Regions from separate parts of the Anas platyrhynchos genome. Here region 1 is linked to region 2. Evidence: chromatin contacts called from public Hi-C data. All regions are on one chromosome and are shown on one strand. Each heading gives the region's core, a stretch centred on a gene start, on an enhancer-like site or on the middle of the called end of the contact. The rest is flanking DNA. Distances are from core to core; before and after follow the strand shown. Region 1 has its middle 55 kb from the start of DPT. Region 2 has its middle 22 kb from the start of DPT.

What was found. Hi-C and Micro-C count contacts between places; a contact is called where the count stands out from the background.
Region 1: a contact with region 2 is called in a Hi-C map of F5 follicle, with 2.6 times the contacts expected there. The contact joins two enhancer-like sites. A contact is called at or near these places in 3 of 8 Hi-C or Micro-C datasets (F5 follicle, skeletal muscle and subcutaneous adipose tissue).

What each region holds. Positions count from the first base shown.
Region 1 is chr1:88,461,118-88,464,213 of IASCAAS_PekinDuck_T2T, reverse strand. No RefSeq gene overlaps it. Among named protein-coding and RNA genes, the nearest start is that of DPT, 55 kb to the right of the region's middle. Within about 2 kb of position 1,778, at least 3 of the 8 cell types and tissues checked have an H3K27ac peak or open chromatin away from gene starts, as enhancers often do. A contact at or near this core is called in F5 follicle, where this site is marked.
Region 2 is chr1:88,384,170-88,387,265 of IASCAAS_PekinDuck_T2T, reverse strand. No RefSeq gene overlaps it. Among named protein-coding and RNA genes, the nearest start is that of DPT, 22 kb to the left of the region's middle. Within about 2 kb of position 1,280, at least 5 of the 8 cell types and tissues checked have an H3K27ac peak or open chromatin away from gene starts, as enhancers often do. A contact at or near this core is called in F5 follicle, where this site is marked.

The DNA.
Region 1 (3,096 bases), core at 529-3,028, 76 kb before region 2:
GTTGTGCTAAGAAAAACTGCATCCTTTTGAGCACACAGTTGTTAAAGCATACGTGCTGCTGTGTGTCATCCCTCACAGCTGGTATCACCGGGGGGTAAACGGGCTGGTTTCCAACTGTGTGTCTGAGGTTGTTAAAGTACCCATCCAGGCCCCATCTGAAGTTTGCGTACCATGCACAGTGCCTGGCTGAAGCTGCTGCTAGGCCCAAGAACTACTCTCCTCCTGTTTGAGACTCACCTCATCAGAGTACAGCATCTAGAGGCGGCATGCATGGGATCGTGGGGAGGAATGGCAGCTGAGAGGCTGTCCACAGCTGAGGGAAGGCTGCTCCGAAAGGAGGTGGAGGCAGTCTTGAGATGGCTGGTGAGAAGTTGCAGGAAGAGTTCCGCTTGAAGTTTAAGTCCTTGGTGATATTGGAAGGGCATCTTAATGAGACAGGTATATAAGAGGTGTGTGATGGGGAAACTGGAACAGAGGAAAGTATTGGAAGGTAACAAGTAATTGAAGTAACCCTTCTTACTTCAATTGAACTAAGGAATATCATAACATTCAAAGGCACCTGAGAAAAACAAACTGTTTGTATCATATACTGCATGGCTGAGGTGTTGGCAGTGCTTCGTTGTCACTCTGTGGCTTTTAGTTGAGGTTACAAAGAAACAATAAGGGGGTAAGAAGTGTTTCACCATGACTGAGTTCACCATGGAAGAGTTTGTAGAAAAAAAAAAAAGTGTCATGGAGAAAAACAGAAAAACAAATTATGTTTTCCCCAGTCTTTTCAGTTTCTCCTTTACTTGTAGACCGTTTAACTAAAGCACACAAAGGGAAGTGATGCAAACAGATTACAGTCTAATTCCATCGTGTTCTTTCTCTGGTTTCTTTCCTTTTCCCCAAATTGAAATAAAAAGAGAGAGGAAAGGGAAAACTAATTCATTCTGGGGCTCTTCATTAAAAAAAAAAAAAAAGTCAAATTTTAAATATTATTACAAATATTTTCATATTTTATTTTTTTTTAATGTAGCCAGAGGTTGTTTGTTGGAGAAGCAAACAAGAACAATGTGAATCGAAGCTTGCAGACAGTCTGTTCTTGACAGAATGAAGCAATGGCTCCTCATCTCTGCATACAGCTTTGCTACAGTAGATTTAAGGATGCAGTATACATAAGGAGGGCATAACTGCTACACCATTTACCAAAATGCAGCACATCTCGCATTTTGTGTGATAGGTTAAAAAACTTGTATGTCATCTGAGCCAGCTCACAATGGGTAATAATTAAGGAGTTGTTAACAGATTACCGAGGAAGTGAAGTTGTTTTGCACCCTTTTCTCATCTTGAGGTCTAAAAATGTCTATCAGATCAGGAAGCGTGCATATAAATATAAATATAAATATAAATATAAATATAAATATAAATATAAATATAAATATACACATACATATAGATATAAAGTTCTCAGATCAAAGTGTTCCTACTGGAAAAAAAGATTTGCTGCAATAAAGTAGCTTCTAAAAAAGTCTGGATAGTGGCAGTGTTACTGGAGCCAAGCCCCCTGGAAGCTGCCAGCTGTGTTGTGTGTCTTTTGGCACCTCTGTAACATACGTAAATAGCTGGAGACCTTTCTGCAGCCAGGAACAAGTGAGATGAGAAAAGGCTCTGTTTCTAAATTTGAAAAGAAAGCTGTAAACAACAGGCATGCTGATTTTAAGTGTGCTAGGGGACTTCAGGAGTCTGCCCTTTGATCCTCTCTGCAGACAAGGTCAGCCTCCTCTCTGTTTTTTTGTAAACACAGACAGTGCGTGGTCTGGGATGGCTCTTTCATGAAGACATAATCCCAAACAGGGAGGAGAAAGCTTATCCCAGAATGATCAGAAGCCCCAGACTCATACCCAAGCTTTGTTAAGGCATCGCTTACAAATTGTTCAAAGTGACTGCTTTAAAAATACATGCTCCTGCTTTGCAATTCCTCTGCTTAATTGTGCCTCTGGAAAGGTCAGGCAAGATTGTTTCTAGGAGAAATCAGAGCAATAATAAAGACCTCAGGCTATGCGTCTCCCTGCTGGGCTATGTAAATGGAAGCTCACTACACTATAAGTGATAAGGGTCCTTATGCTACTGCTGTCCGGGACCACCATGTTTTTGGTATCTGTCCAGGTGGATTTGTAACAGATATTAGAAGTCTTTGCTGTTCCCTAATCCTATTTAAATGCCAGCCATATTTCCACCCTCCATGAACTCTGCACAATCCCAACAGTGGGACACAGGTTCTGTTGATGGTAGCTTTAACCACCGCTGGTCCAGTCAAGGGAGAGCATAATAGTTTACTGAGATGCACAGAGCTATATGCTGAGGAATCATATCCCGGATCTCTGTTATTTAGAGTCCATGTGTCATTTTAAAATGATAAGGTTTATTCCTAACTTAAAATTCTTCTAAATTCTTCTACATTATTTTGCAGAGGTGTTTATAGTATTTCACATTTCTGCAGAGAAACACAGTCCAGCAAGCTAAGTGTGAATTCTTCTGGCCACAGTATTGTGTCAACAGCATTTTAGTTCCTTTCAAAAAAAAGGTTGTGTAGTACACAATGAGCACAACTGAAGGCAGTGGCTACCTAGGAGGTATTGTGAGTCAGTGAAAACTACAGCTGGGTAGGCAGCTGCACACGGTACATTTCACACCTCATCTGCTCAGAGCCACTAGAATAACTTCAGTTATTCCTTCCTGCAGGCAAGGTTGTGAACTCTAGAGAAAACATAAACTAATTCCTAATCCTCCAAATTGCTCAAGGTGCTTCAGGTTACTGAGTCTCTGCATTTTGCATGCATCTCTAGTACACTGAGGTGACCCTTCAAAGTTTTTGGCAGTTTAGAGGGACTCTGGCTGCAGGCACTTCTTGTTTGCTTTGCTTTGCTAATATATTTCACATACTATTCTTTTGAGAATTCTTTAGAGAACTATTCTTCGTTATTTCATCAATTTTCTACTTCTATCTTTGCAAAGACGCTTTTGCAGATGATCAATGTTTATGTCTTTCTTTCATTTTGGATATAGACTTGATGCAGCAGAGAATGAGTGAGTTCTATGGGCCACAAAAATGTT
Region 2 (3,096 bases), core at 31-2,530:
TTCAGTCAGAGGGCATGGAACCCAAGCTTTGGAGTCTGAGTATCATCCTAGCGTGCTTTACACAGCCTGCTGGGTCAAGCCCCAGCAGGTGTCCCAGAAGCACTTTGGTTTCCACCACTGCAGGCACAGGATCTCTCCTGCCTGGACCTGCATCTTCTGAAGAGCAGATCCACAAGCAGGTGGAGGTCAAACTAAAAGCACAGTGTACAAAAGGAAGGTGCGTGGATCATAGGGCTGGGTGTGCTTGGGCCAAGATCTTCACCTCGCCATGTAGACATGCTCCTTTTAGGGGCCGAGGAGCCTGCTGTTGCCTTGGTGACTGCCGCTGGCTCTGTTAGTGCAACCAGGAGAGTTTAATCCAGTATGGTCCAGAGGATTAAGGACAAGTCCCTGCAGTGCCGTGCAAGAAGGGGTGATTTCAAGGGTGATGTGAGGCAGATACCATTTTTTATGTTATGTTTAGCCCACATGGGAGTACTGGATTGAGTAAGTTATCTGATTATCATTCAGCACGCTGCAGAGAGTGCATTATCCTTCCTATATTGCAGAAGCCCTTAATTTTTGAAAGGGACAAGAACTTCCCTGGGGACTGCCAGTTCTCTGTCAGCAGTACCATCAACCAGCAGTAGTTTCTCAGGCTTTTGCAATGGAAACGAAACCTCTGTCTAAAGGAAAATAAGTAATAATGTTGTATTAGTCCCTGACAAGTGTACAGGAGTATGTGCTAGCACCATCTAGCCAGCATCTCCATCATTGCATCACCAACTGCCTCTTTCTCCCTATTTTTTCATCTTGCAACTCAATGCAAGTAGTTGCTCTGTATTTTAAGCTCCAGCTCTCAATTACTGCCTTATATCCTTTGTCCTCTGGCATAATTGCACATCCTCCTCCATTCCCCACTGTCTGTCATGGAGAGGATGCAATCTTGCAGGCGAAGCCATCGACCATGTTCCAGTGCTTGGGGTGAGGAGGAAGGGAGATGTCCTGGTGATCTCCCAAACCTCAAACCCCTCTGAGAAGGGTGAAGCCAGACTAATTCTGAACTGTGCTTACCATGTCTGAAACAGGGAGAAAATGGCTATACTGAAGCTCCCCCTAGGAAAGCCCTAAAACCAGGGAGTTGTGAGGTCAACTTGCTGCCTGCCTTCTCCAGAGGGGGTAGCCCCAGGCACGAGTCCCCTGGACCCAACTGCCTCATTTCTAGACCGTGTGTCCAGTGCAGCAGGGGAGTGGCCAGACGAGCAGCAAGTAGTCACCTGAGGCAAGTAATCACCATAGATCAGGCGATGCTGTGGGGACAGCCATCCTTGCACGCTGTGTAAGCACCACCCAGCTCTGTCCTGGAGCTTGTACAGCTCCTCAGCTCAGCTCCTGGCCTCCTTTTTTGGGCTGTGCTCTACCTGGGCGGTGACATGGAGGTGGCACAGCTGCGTGTGAGTGAGAGCAGGATATCCCTGCAAGCCCCCGTTCCTTGTCCCCAGCAGCGTGTGAAGGTCGCCGGCTCCTGGGTAAATTTCCATCGGATGCGGCACTCTCCCCTTGCGACTCAGCATTTCTGACACCCGACTGCAGCCTCTCCTTCGCATCTGATCATTTTCTTGGTGAGAGGAGCTAACAGCCGTTACTAGAGTGATTTGGCCACTGGCCAACAATGTGTATATTACTCACACATTTCCCTCCTAGCAAAAGGCTTTTCTTTTTTCTCAGTCTGGTTGCAGCCTCTTCCTATCTTCATCATTAGATTGCTCAGAAGGTCAGTGCTAAAAGAGAAATCTCCAAGGCTTTTTTTACAACCCAGACTAAGGGCCAGGGGGAGGGAGAGCCCAACCGAATTGATTCTTCACTAGGATTTTCTCTGATGCAGCTGAAAACACAGTCCTGGAAAATGGGATATTTATAGAAACCGTACTGCCTCAGTTGGGTAGATCTCAAGGTCGCCTGATGATCACTGCAGAAGGAATGGCCAGATATCTGTTGCCCCAGCATCATGAGACGTTAGACCTCAGCACTGAAATCTGCATACAAAATGGGATCCTACTCCTCTCCCTAACAACCAGAAACACACAGCCCAGTATTGAGGCTGCTCAAAATGCCTGCATAGCTTTTTTTTTTTCTCCCTGCTGCGAGAACATTAAGCTATTAACTCTAATACCCTCTGAGGTAGAACCAAGCTTGTCTGTAGCTCATTTCACATATAGGGCATCTTAGGAGTTTGCTTTTACAACAGATGAAGGACCGAGTGCTGGCCAGGAGCCAGTTCTCTGATTTGTGAGCCCTGCCCATCCCTTGAGGGAATTCTGCCTGGAGGTGCTGCATGCCTGAGTCCCCAGAGAGGAAAGAGGAGCAGAGCACTCCTGCTTTCACTACATCTCCTACATTTCTGCACAAAGACAAGCCCTATCCACATTGTCAGGTGAGCACAGTCCTTTCACTGCCCTCATGCCCCCAAAAGTGCCCAGCTGCCAAAGAAATCTTCAGTAAGAGGTAAAGGTGAGAGCATGGTTGGGACCGCAGCTATTTCATGCTGGCCCACACAGGGGGCCAGGCATAAAGAGTGAGGGATCTCCACTGGAGAGAGCAGAGTCCACTGTCCTGAGGTGGCTGCCCACTTCTGAAGGTTTAAAACACTCTCCCCTTCAAAAACATTAAAGGCAAACTAAATGCAACCTCTAGACAACCTTCCTGAATTGCCTTTCCTGAATACAGAGGAAAATCTTCCCTAATGTTTTGTTTCTGCTCTATCTTTTCTCCAGCGGGGGTGCTTGCAAGAACCTTAAAGTTTTGTGTACAGGGTTGATAGGGTAAATTAGGGTAATTATTCATATTGTCAAACATTTATTCTGCTGTGAACCGAAATACTTGATCGCAGTGACAGTATTGTAGCCAACACAATACAATGCAAAGCAGTAATAAAAGCCAAATGTATCCACACAAAAAAAAAGTCAGTCTGTGTCACAGTGATCTGTGACAAGTGTGAGAATAACCACGTGGCAGCTGCAACCAGGAGCAAGCAAAGCATGCAGCAAGGCTGAGCTCTCACGAGTATCCTGCATGAAGGGTACGTTTTTGCTGTTGCATGACCTTGGTCAGATTGAG